Regions from separate parts of the Mus musculus genome. Here region 1 is linked to region 2. The links are chromatin contacts, called in public HiChIP or PLAC-seq maps. All regions are on one chromosome and are shown on one strand. Each heading gives the region's core, a stretch centred on a gene start, on an enhancer-like site or on the middle of the called end of the contact. The rest is flanking DNA. Distances are from core to core; before and after follow the strand shown. Region 1 overlaps Gng12 (guanine nucleotide binding protein (G protein), gamma 12). Region 2 has its middle 25 kb from the start of Gm36144.

Region 1 (5,779 bases), core at 1,722-4,221, 1.3 Mb before region 2:
ATAACATCATTTGGAGTTTTAGTAATATAAAATGCCTTATCAACCTAGGCAAACTTGTCCAGAGTACTTTGGTGCTGAAACCATAGTAAATACCAGTTTGTGTTCTATGCTACTTGTGACTACTGTGATTAATACTGCCAACTTCACAGAACACAGAATCACCTAGACATGCCTATGGTGTGTCTGTGATTTTGTACTCATAAGTAAGACAACCCACATTACCTATGGGTGGGTAGTACCTTCCCACGGCTGAGCTGGAGACTGAATACCAGGAACAGCACCATCAGAGCACCAACATCCATTGTTCTGTTTCCTGATTGCAGGCGCAGCGTGACCAGATACCTCACAGTCCACTGCCAAGAATTCACACCACAACGGACGGTGGGCCAATATAAAAACTCCATCTTTTAGATTACTTTCTTTTTTTTCCCAGAGATTTTTATTTTATTGTCATATATTAAAAGTCAAGCAAAGCCAAAGTTTATTTATCAAAGACAATTTTATTCGAGTCAAAAAGAAAAGTCCCAAGGCAGCCAAGCTGTGAATCTCACAAGCTGTCCAGAGATGGAGAATAAAAAAGAAGAGGGAGAGGGACCATGTACTTCGAGTTCAGCTGTTGGCATAAAGGTGAGTCATATGGTGGGGAGGAGAAATGCCTTTAAAAAGGATTTCTAGAAAGAGTGCTATGAAAAACACCATGCTTAGAAAAGTGAGAGAGAGAGAGAAAAAAGGAAAAGGCATGCTTTTTTTTTTTGTAAATAATCCAGAAAAGTGGGGAGAATGCTTCCTAAGAGACGGCCTTTATTTTATTGTGTGTGTGTTTATGTGCGTGTGCATGCCAATGCCCTAGATGGTGGGAGGCATCAGACAGCCCTGAAGGTGGAGTTACCAGCAGGTAGGAACTGCCTTTGTGTAGGTGCTGGTCTCGTGCACCAGGCTCTCCACCACTAAGCCATCTCTCCTGCCTCTTGCAGCAGAAAAAGTAAGCCAACTACAGGGATAATGATATTGAGGTCAGTCCTTTGAGCGGAATGTCATGCTTTCTGCTAATGTACCCTCACCCTTACCTCTCAGGTGAGTCACTAGCCAACACCTGCCTCCTTTGCAGACTCACTGAAAATTAGACAAAAATATACAATCTGCTTTAAATATCAGGCTCCAGACACTCAGGTTTACCAGGTGGAACTTGGGGTAGGATGTGCCTGCAACCTAGCCTGCTCCAAAATAACCCCACACCAAACACGACAACAGAAAACACTACTAAAAGCAGATAGATAGATAGATAGATAGATAGATAGATAGATAGATAGATGGATGGATGGATGGATGGAAAAAAAGGGAGAAAAAGATGGCCAAGATGGAGGCAAAAGCAGCTGAAGGAAATACAGGGAAAAAGACAGAGAAGGTTTGAGCCACTCCTGTGTGGTTTCAAGTTGCCCATACCAGGAACACTACAGCCAGGGGTTCACCCACAAGGCTCTCCAGGAAGAATGAGTAGCCTTTGGTGCCTCTGGGGATTATAAATGAATAGAGAACATGCTCCAGGGTGGAACACTGCATTTTCCCGATTAACCACACTGGCTTCACATCCCCTTCCCTGCTGCTGCTTGCAGACTCCTGTGTTTTGGCTCAGGCACCATAGAAGTTGCTTTATAGTCAGTTCTTCCCTCTTCAACTAGGTGTAGACTCCTGGAGGGCAGACACGCTTCTTTCTGTCCTTTGTTCCTCTCTGCTACGCCTATCAGTGTAATCCACCCAGCACTCACTCAATAAACTCTTGATGATGGGTTAATGCTGAGAATTTTACACATCAGTAGGTGATGGCTTTATATCATTAGCCCCCAACTAATAAATCAGCAGGAGTTCAAAAGTTGATTTCAAAGAAGGTCCTTATGGGGCATATTTCTCCATGGAAACAGCTGGGGTTTAGGTTTCCAGGGCCACTCAGTTCTCAGAGTGCCCTTACATATTCATCTGCTGGCTTACTGAGCACCATCATCTATCTCAGGTCTCCCATCAAACTGGCAGTACTCAAATAACTAAATCATGATATCAAAAGGAGTACAGATGTAATCACCTGTGATCCTAGTCCCTGGGAACCACTTCTTAGAAGGCTGTGTACAATACAGAGCAAAGGGCTTATTTTATTCTCCAGACTACAGAATATATTTATGTCTTTAAATCTACCTTAATAATCATTTGTTAACAGCAACATTAACTTCTGCAGAATTCTCATCTTAGTGGTTCTATTTTCTTAGTGTGTATGCATGCAGGAAGAGCCAAGCTCAAAGCCCTAGAACCCAAGTAAAAGTAAGGAGCAGTAGCATGGTCTGTGATCCCAGTGTTCTATGCTTGGCTGAGAAGAGAACCCTGGAACCTCCTGGCTCAGCTAGTCTGTGTACCAACAAGTGAGCGGCAAAGGCCATCTCAGAAGGTAGAAGGTGAGGACCAACTCACCCGCACATGTGTGCTATGTAAGTGTACACTCACATTCATACACATGAATGAACTCATCCACGCACACAGTTGGAGGAAGTCTACATACTTTCTCACTGGACAAAAAGCTTTCAGTGGCTCAGAACCCATGTTCTGCGAGAAGTACATCTTCCCTCAGCATTAAGAGAGATGCCAGGTCAATTAGAGATGCATGACAAACACAACCTCATCAAGTGTGGACAGAATATTCATTGAGAAGCAGGAGCTAGTCCTGTTGTAGCATATCTCATATAATTTCACAGTTGACAAGCGACTGAGGCACCATTTTCCCAGTAATAATCTTAGTCCACCACACAAAACCCCTCCACTTGTCTAGGCTACAATGTGAGCTATCTGCCATCATTTCCAGAAACTCATTATGTGCTAGAAGCTGTTAGACACCAAATGACATCATTCATCCCCATGACCTTAGAAGGATCCCAGAGAGACAAAGGCAGCTGGAATTAGATGTCCAGCACGGCTTCCAGCAGCATTCCCTGAGAAGTGGGGGATGGAGCCCAGAGCTTCTCTGCTTCCTGCAGTCCTAGCACTGCACTGGCTTCACTGTCCTACAGAACTCTGTTCCTGTGACCTTCTTCCCTACTTAGCTCTAGGAAAGCAAGAACACCTTCTTCATTTGTCACAATCAGTACTCGAAATGGTCCTGGAGACACAGTGGCCATAAGGGAAGCTCTTGTTGTTTAGTAGTTCTGATTCATGCTCTACAGTGAGCAGATGATCTAGTGGCCACTAGAGTTATTACGTCAACAGAAAGTACTAGGCAGGCCAGCTAGATCAGAGGCCAGAGCCACAGCAGCTCTCCCCCCAGCCCCTCGGATTTGTGACTTGGTGCTCTGCAGCTGTATTTCTGCCTGTCCCTGTCTTCTGTACTAGACTATACTTCAGGAAATGCTTGGTCAGTGATGGATGAAGGCTCTCTGCAGAGGTCTCTAGTAAACAAAGCATTGGCCTGAGACAAGGGACAAGGAGCTACATTCAGAAATGCCCTGACTCCCTTGAACAGTTCCTACCTGGTCTGTTGCAAAGCTTGTTAATGCAAGAATGCCTACACTCATAGAGGCCAGCACTAAGTAACAGTGTATGTAAGCACACTGCCAAGATTTAAGTCTGCTAAACTCAGGACAAGTGCTGTCACTCTGGTGGGAATCCTTGTACTCAGGTCTCCTTTGTGCAGTTCACTTTACTATCACAGAGACCTTGCTGTCCCTGCCTGGACCTGGAGAGGTATGATCTGTTTGCCTGCTCTCAGTATCTCCTCCCCCCATCTCTTCACCATTGTCTCTGTTCACATTCTTAAAAGGACTGTGTGTGGCCTCTTGGCACAACTCAGGGCCCTATGTGTCTATCTCTGATTACCTGGGCTTCTTCTGACCACCCATCCACCAGCCTCCCACAGAGAGAGTACTAGTTGCACCTTTGCTCACCATTTTAGCCCAACTGCAGAATCAACCTATTGCTACGATCTCCAGTTCAGGGAATAGCACCGATGTGTGGGCAAATGCCCCGACTCCACCCCACTTTTCCTGCACCCCTCTGCTACCTCCAGGCTCCTCTCTCTACATCTTCTCTGCAGTCTTCTCATTTACTTCTTGCTACTAGAGTGATCTTTCTGAAAAGAAAATGTCTCTCCCCACGTTTCCACAGTTTAGACATCACTTTTTCCAGAAAGCCTTGCTGACCACTCTATCTGTATTTCCTGCAGGGAAACAGGGCACATGCCCCAATTCTCTGGATTTCTACGGTGGTGTGGTCTCTTGAGTAATCTTGATTGTTACTCCCCCTCCCCGGTCTGCTGTCCTCGTAAGTTCCCTCTTCATGTGACTACAATAAGTCTAGACTGGGGTAGATCACATAAGTGTCAGAGATAAGTTCAGGAAGGATGTGTGTCCTAATTCTCTCCAGGGAAACACGAGGAGAAATTGACTCGTGGGCTTCAAGAGGTAACCTCATCTTAAAGGAGAGGTATGTCAACAAGCAGTTCTTTTCTGTGTTGGCACTGGTCGGAAAGGTTGCAGCCTTTCTGTGAAGCATAAGAAGGTTGGTGGTCTATCTTACCCCGAATCTGAGTGAAGAGCCCACCTCCACTGTTCAGTCTTATATGAAATGTGACTTTACCCTGAAGGCCAGCCTTCTTTAGGCTCACTCTATCTGCTAATGTTCAATATAGGAAGAAAATATAAAAGCCCCATGATCCATCCTAGGAGCAAACCCTGTCAGCCTACCCTGACATATTCCATCACACTGAGCACACTGTTGTGCAAAGGGTACACTCAGAATGTTTGCTAAATGAATAATCTAATTTGCCTCTGATGAGTCAAGGGCGCTTAGGAGTTTTATAATGTTCTAGGACTTTAACAATGAATAGCAGTCTTCAACTAGCTGTGCTAAATATATCCTGGTCCTAGGCCCTCACTAGAAAAAAGTTTCTGTTTGTTTACAGGAGAGGCTCTATACTGCGATGATGAAGCTTTAAATAGAACAAGTAGAGCTGAGCACTGTACAATGAAGCAGAAGTTGGATGTGCACTGCCTGCTAGTCCTGTTTGCACCATGGTCTGGTACTATGACAAACCCACTGACCTCAATGGGCTTAAAGGCTAAGGGCTGAGGACAATGAAAAGCAACTTCAAAACAGCGTGGAGATAGGGCTGCAGGGATGGTTCAGAGCTAAGACTGTTTGCTGCTCTTCTAGGAGACTGGAGTTCTGGTCCCACTCGGTATCCATACCAGACAGCTCACAAATGCCTGAACTCCAGCTCCAGGACAGCTGAGGCTCTCTTCTGACCCTTGTGGATACCTTTACACATGTGCTTGTGCATACACACACACACACACACACACACACACACACACACACCAGTGTGGCAGATGCTTTCTAAGAAGCTGGAGGACATAGTATGGGTCATAAGGTCAGATGTGTACTGAGAAAGCTTGCCACAGGATCATCTGCATTGCACCAGAACATAAAAGGACAGTTCACCCAAAGAGAGGCAAGCAAAGTAATAGTAAAGAGGGTGTACTTGACAAGAAGCCCGTCCTGGCTGTGTGGGGAACGTAAGTGACACGCCTGAACTGTGGTGAGATGCAGGTCTGCTGTGGGGCAGACAGGAGTCCCCACAGCCATTCACTAGAGAGCAGCAGGAGCTTCTTAAGCTGGAACAGGTCAACAACAAAAGATGCACGGCCTCAATGCCTGGCTGCTGCGTAAAGGTGATGGCTTTGGACAGCTCCAGTTTTCCGATGGAAAAGCAGGGGCAAGTGAGTTAGGGGTAACGTGGTAGAAT
Region 2 (6,078 bases), core at 183-2,682:
GGGCTAGTGGTACTGGGCTCTGTATGAAAGCAGGCTGAGCCAGCCATGAGGAAAAGGTCAGTAAGTAAGCAGCACTCCGTCATGACCTCTGCATCAGCTCCTGCTTCGAGGCTCTTGCCCTGTTTGAGTTCCTGCTCCGACTTCCTTCAGTGATAAACAGTGATGTGTAAGCAAAAGCCAGATACATCCTTTCCTTTCTCACTTGGTTTGTGTCATGGAATTGCATCACAACAATAGTAACTCTAACTAGGACACCCAGCTGGGACTTGATTTAATCTTAATTTTTTATTATTATAGGCCAGGTCTTCTGTTGTGGCAAACAAGTAGAGATCAGACAAGAATTTGGGTGTAGAGTTGGTTTCTTTTTCCTTCTTTCTTAGTAAGAAACTCTGCTGAGCCTTCTTGCCTCCCCATATTTATTGGTTTTTGCTTGCTTGCTTGCTTGCTTGCTTGCTTGCTTGATGGCTTGCTTGATGGCTTGATGGCTTGCTTGATGGCCTGCTTGCTGTCTGTCTGTCTTGCTTGTTTTACTGTTATGAATAGGATTCTTCTCCTAAGCTTTCTTTTGAATGGCTCATGGTTCATACACAGAAATACCCTGGTTTTCATACTCCCAATTTTGTACTTGGCCACTTTATTTCATTTATTTTTTATTTTTATACTGTTTTGTTGTTGATGATGAGGGTTTAGGGTTTTTTTTTTTTTACATAAACAAGGATATTTCTTTTCTCCTTCCAATTCAAGAGACTTATTTCTTTTTCTGGTCCATTACTTCTGGTATGCCATGAACAGAAGCAAGCCTTGTGGGAACCTTGCTTCCTAGAGCCCTCACTTTGTAGAACCCTCACTTTTTAGAAGCCTCACTTTGGACCGGGCATGGCTTCAGCCACCCCAGTGAAAGCAATATTTCCTGTGATCTTTTGGATGTTGAACCTGCCTGGCATTTTCTGTGTGTGCTGAGATGATCATCAGTTTTTATCTCTTCTTTTGTGCCGTACTATGCTGGTTTACTTGTGATCAAGGAATACGGAGCAGCACCTATTTCAGGAAAAGAATCACAGATACTTTCTTAGCCTGGACTTTTGAGCTGACAAGCAGGGGGCTCTCCTTTGCCTTTTTGTTTGTTTCTGAATCTTCCTTCTTTGCTTCCTTCCATGTGAATGACACCGAAAGAGCAAGACAAGCTAAAGATGATACACAGTGGTTAAATCTCATCACGCAGTAGTCCAGAACCCTGTGAACAGAGTTAAGGGTTGAAGACGAACATGAAGTGAAGGGACTGTTCAAAGGAAAAGCATAATCAAGCAGGGTTTCTTTGAAGGAGGAATTCACTTATTTATTCAGTCATGGATATTTACTGAGGACATGTCATATACCCGAAGCACCTCTTGCAGCCAGCACAGTCCTCTGCAGGATGTGGTTACAGACTGCTACTTCCTGAGTCAGGTCAATAGCAGAGTTTCAGAGCTTTTGTATTAATGTGTCTCTAGCTCACAGTACAGTTGGACCAAGAATGGTGATTGAAGCAACATAGCTTTGGATACAGCAGAAAGCACGGTAGATCCGCTTGCAAGAGAGCCTGGCGTGAGAAAAGGCACTGGGATGGGCTGTGGCATGAGAATTGGGCTTTCAGGTCAGCCCACCTCATACTCAGCCAGACACAAGTTAAACCTCCCTAAGGAGGGGCCACCTACCTTTCTGTATAGTATCCATCCAGAGGTGTAGGTAGGTGACACTGTCTATGTAAAACTGCCTGTCCTTTGGGTTGTGTCATCTTATTATAAATCTGGCCAAGAGCATCCACTTCTAATATTTTGGACAAATGCATGGATTATACCAGAGGCTGGACAGGATATGCAAAGATGACAATGACACAGAGTCAGAGATGGCTCAGTATGTTAAAAGCAAACTGTCCCTGATGTGTTGACTCTTTCCCACAGAGAGAACCTTTGCTAATGTTTTCCATCACAAGGGAGATGTGATGACTTATCTTGGTTGTCTACCTAACAGGATCTGGAGTCACCAAGATCTGTTGAGACATTTACAGAAAGGATTAGCTAAGGAGAATTTTTATTTGAGATAACAGTGTCTTCCTCTAAGTGCTCTAGATCACAAAGAGATCTGAGAAAAGGACAGTGCTTCCTGTCAGGCCTGTCTTTTGATTCCTGATGAGTGAGGTTATCTATCCCTCCTCTTGTGGCTCCCACTTCCATCTCTGCAGACTTTTGCCACCACCTAGTACCTTGGACATTCTAACATAAAGAGTAGTAGCTACCCAGGAATCTTCCAGGCATTCACTGGGTTTCGATCCTTGACATCCAGCTTCATGGACTGAGCAGTAATTGGTGTCTCAGCTTCTCTAGCCTGCAGACACTCATATCAGCCATTCCAGTGAATCCCTTTCATAATGCTCTTCTTGAATCTCTTTCTGTTCTTCTAGACTCTGAATCTAGAGGATGGTGCCAAACAGAAGAGAAGTGATGTAATTAGATATTAAATAGATGGCAGAAAAAGACAAAGAGGCATAAATTAGAGGACAGACTGAAGATCATACAGGTCCTAAAGGCTCAGTCAAGGTGACTGGAGGATATAAAAAGAGCAAAAACCACTGTGAGAACAAAACCAGTTAGAGAGGCTGTGGAATCTCTGCCATTCGAGATTCCATTCAAAGAAGTACTTTAGCTTAGTGATGCAGAAGGAAAAAAAATCTCACAGGTGAAGATTCTTATGACTAAATGTTTAAAACACACACAGGTTTTAAGTTGAGAGGCACTTGAGGAACGATGCCTGCCATACACAGCATGGCCTTCCTGCTTCGTGACTGCCTCCTTTCAGCAGCCCTCCCTTTCCAGAAACAAGATTATGATTAACATGATGAAATGGATTTGACTGTGAACAAGATAATATTAAAAATCAACATGTTTCTACTAACAATAAAGGTTTTAAGAGAAGATTATTTATGTCTCCTGTGCTGTCTGGTTACTGTGCATTTTTTAAAACTGTGAGTTATGGGAAGTGGGAGATGTCTTAGTGAATAGTTCCTTGGTTAAGGATAAGCTTAACCAAGCACAGGTAAGCTCTGCTCTGCTAAATGTGTCCATGAAGGTTTGACTAGTCAGGGTTCTCCAGAGAAACAGAACTGATAGGAGGAATATATACTAACAGAATTTATTAAATAAACTTACATTAAAATAGTAGCTCACCAGAGAGGCTTCTTAAAATAGAGCTCACCTGTCTCAGGGGTGGGGACGGGGTGGGGGTGGGGAGTGCCTCAGTTGTCCTGATCTGAAACTGAAAAACTGAGAGGTTCCTGCAGAGCCACTGGCCTTAGTCAATGATGGGAGTCTGAAACAGTGGTTCTGTTAAGAACAAAGGAATTAGCAGCAACAACAAGGTAAATCTGTTCAAATCAACAGTAGGAAAAAAGTCCAAGCAGCCAAGAGGGAAGGGCAATGGGGAGAAGGCACATAACCTTCCTGCTGCCATAACCATTTTTATCTGGACTGCTACCAAATGGTGTTGCCACACTTGGGGGCAGGGGCTCTTTCCACATCCATTAAAGTAATTGGAACAGTTCATGTGAGGCTCCTTACTCAAGTAATTCTACTTTGGGCAAAGTTGGCATTAAAGTAACCATCACAGAGAGACATTGTCAAAACGTGTTGCTAAACTGCTCGAACTGAGTTTGTAATCCAAATTCTGTGCTGTGGCCTAAGAGTTTGTAATTCTAGAAAGGCCCTAGGTGGGTTTGCTACTGCTGGTGATCATTTTGAGACTAGCATTTGTAAACTATAATGTTGTGCTTCACTACAATGATGAAGCCATTACTGAAATGGCAACGTTACAGCTTGTGATGAAGTCACTGAGTTAATGTGTGGACCTCTCTGCTTCTGAGATAGACAACTTTGCCCAGACCACTCACCAAAGATGTCCGGTGCAAAACGGGTTAGCTGCAGCAGCATTTAAGTCTTGTCTTGCAGAGGCAGATATCTGACTGTAGTGTTAGGTAAGACTGACTAGGCTATGCCAAATAAAGGAAAGACTTGTTGGAAATATGGACTGGCTTCGTTCGTCTATTAAATAATGGCAAGATTCTTGATGGTGAGTTTGAAGACCTTCATGTGCCCCAACATAAACAAATCACTGTGAAATTTGCCTGCACAATCTTTGGACAAAACACTTTATATTTGAAGAAAAAAAAATAAGACAAGGACAAAGGACAAGGACAAGGACAAAAGGAACAGGAAGAATAGACTTCCTGGTGATGTCACAACTCGTCTGAGAGCCATATGGATTCTTTTCAAATCAAAAGAATCAGCACCACAAGTCAGCAAGCTACCCTGGGCTATGCTTTATTTAAACACCTCTTGGTTAAATGGCTTATGTAGTTCCAAATGAATCACTGAGTTCAATGGAAACAGAACTCCTACAGCTGTTCCTCCCGTTTTGACTGCCAAACATACCTCTTCAGTAAATAAGTTTTACCCAATGAAGTAATAGTCAGCCCAGGACTTAGTACAATAAGCTAGTTAGCTGAAGGGGTTTCTGATATGTCTCTCCTCTGATTTGTCTCAGAATGATCTCTGATTTGAACATTCTATATTACTCATAGGTTGTCACAATAACATAAATCCACAAGCTATTTTGGGAAAGCAGTAAGTGATGGGTCCTACTTCAAATGGAATAAGTTTCTTATAACACAGCTATTCTGAAAAGGAGAACAGTGGTTCTGAAAATAAAACTGTGTAGGCACTGCATAAATACCATAGGAAACATTGCAGAATCTTATTAGGAATGCTGTTGGAAGTAGCTGTGCTGGGAGGGTGGAGTTCACCCTTCAAGTTTCTTTAAGAGGAAGGTTGGAACTATTGAGTTAGCGCTCAGCTCCTCTCATTAAAAGGGACTTAAATGAAGACTCCTGACTGAGAAAGGGAGGCTAGGCTGGCTGGGTGAGGGAGGCGTCTGCTAACAAGCCTGGTATGGGGGCTCACACAGAGAACCAGCACAATTGACTCCCTTTGTTGTTTTCACGTGGACGGATGTATAGGGGAGAAGGCCCTGATGGGTTAGTTAAGGATATCCCTAGAAAAGGAGCCAGATGGTATAATAAAGCCTAGCCCAGATCAATGTGACATGGCCTCTGCAGCACCTTTTAGTATGGCTCTCACTGGGAGAAAAAAAGAAATCTGTTTGTTCCCCTTGCAGTTATATGCTATGTTCATGTGGTGTGAATGTCTTGAATGTGCCCATATAAATGCAAAAGGCTAAGGCCAGTGCAGAGCATTATTTGACTGTACACACACAAAGAGACTTCAATTAGGCCTCCTCCAGGATATCAGGATTTTAATGGTGCCATTGTTTATTCTGCATATCAGGCCAATCTAGGTAGCCACAGATAATCTGATGAAGAAAGATTGACTAGAATTCTTTTATGCCCAAACTGTGAGTTAGACCACTTTGAGTTCTTAGCAGCTGCGCTTTCCAAATGTGAAGGATCAGCTGGTCCCAGTGGTTAGTTTCCTGTTTACTTTGCCTTTAGAGGGTACACACATTGGTTCTTGTAGTTCAGCTCAGGGAGAAGGTCAGATTCAAACAGGAATAGTCCTGATTATAGGAACATTCTCAAGAAGGGAGTCTTAAAACATCTTAGAGACAAGACATTTGATTCTTACTTTTAGAGCATATACCATCTTGGAAACGCTTCAGTACCAGAAAAACTGAACCTAGAGACAAGATTACAGCAGGCTGAGGGTCTCATGACCAGAAGTAACACAGACATTGATGAGAGTGGCAGCTCATTTTTGAAATCCCTTAGTGTCTGTGGCCTTGAAAGCATTCCTTAAGGATTTTGTTAAGTGTAATAAAGCAGGACAACTGACTTCGCAAAATCTTAGTTATCAACAGTAAAACGTCATCAGTTCTTCAAATTTTCCAAATAAAAATCTTGATACATATTTGGCCTCTGTACTGCAATGTATCTCCTTAACCTCAGTATGTAAAGTTCACAGAGTTAATGACAATTTATTTATGGCATCCTAGTGGTTTTGTTGGGTAGTATTTTGTTCAAACTTTCAATGT

What was found. HiChIP or PLAC-seq counts read pairs in DNA pulled down with a chosen protein or histone mark.
Region 1: a contact with region 2 is called in an H3K27ac HiChIP or PLAC-seq map of large pre-B cells, with 7 times the contacts expected there. The contact joins two enhancer-like sites. A contact is called at or near these places in 2 of 484 Hi-C or Micro-C datasets (cerebral cortex and cortical neurons) and 2 of 115 datasets of contacts at active chromatin or transcription factors (astrocytes and large pre-B cells).

The regions. Positions count from the first base shown.
Region 1 is chr6:66,965,598-66,971,376 of GRCm38.p6, reverse strand. All of the region lies in intron 3 of Gng12 (guanine nucleotide binding protein (G protein), gamma 12), which reads right to left. Among named protein-coding and RNA genes, the nearest start is that of Gm36816, 40 kb to the left of the region's middle. Within about 2 kb of position 2,971, at least 36 of the 459 cell types and tissues checked have an H3K27ac peak or open chromatin away from gene starts, as enhancers often do.
Region 2 is chr6:65,643,270-65,649,347 of GRCm38.p6, reverse strand. No RefSeq gene overlaps it. Among named protein-coding and RNA genes, the nearest start is that of Gm36144, 25 kb to the left of the region's middle. Within about 2 kb of position 1,432, at least 36 of the 459 cell types and tissues checked have an H3K27ac peak or open chromatin away from gene starts, as enhancers often do.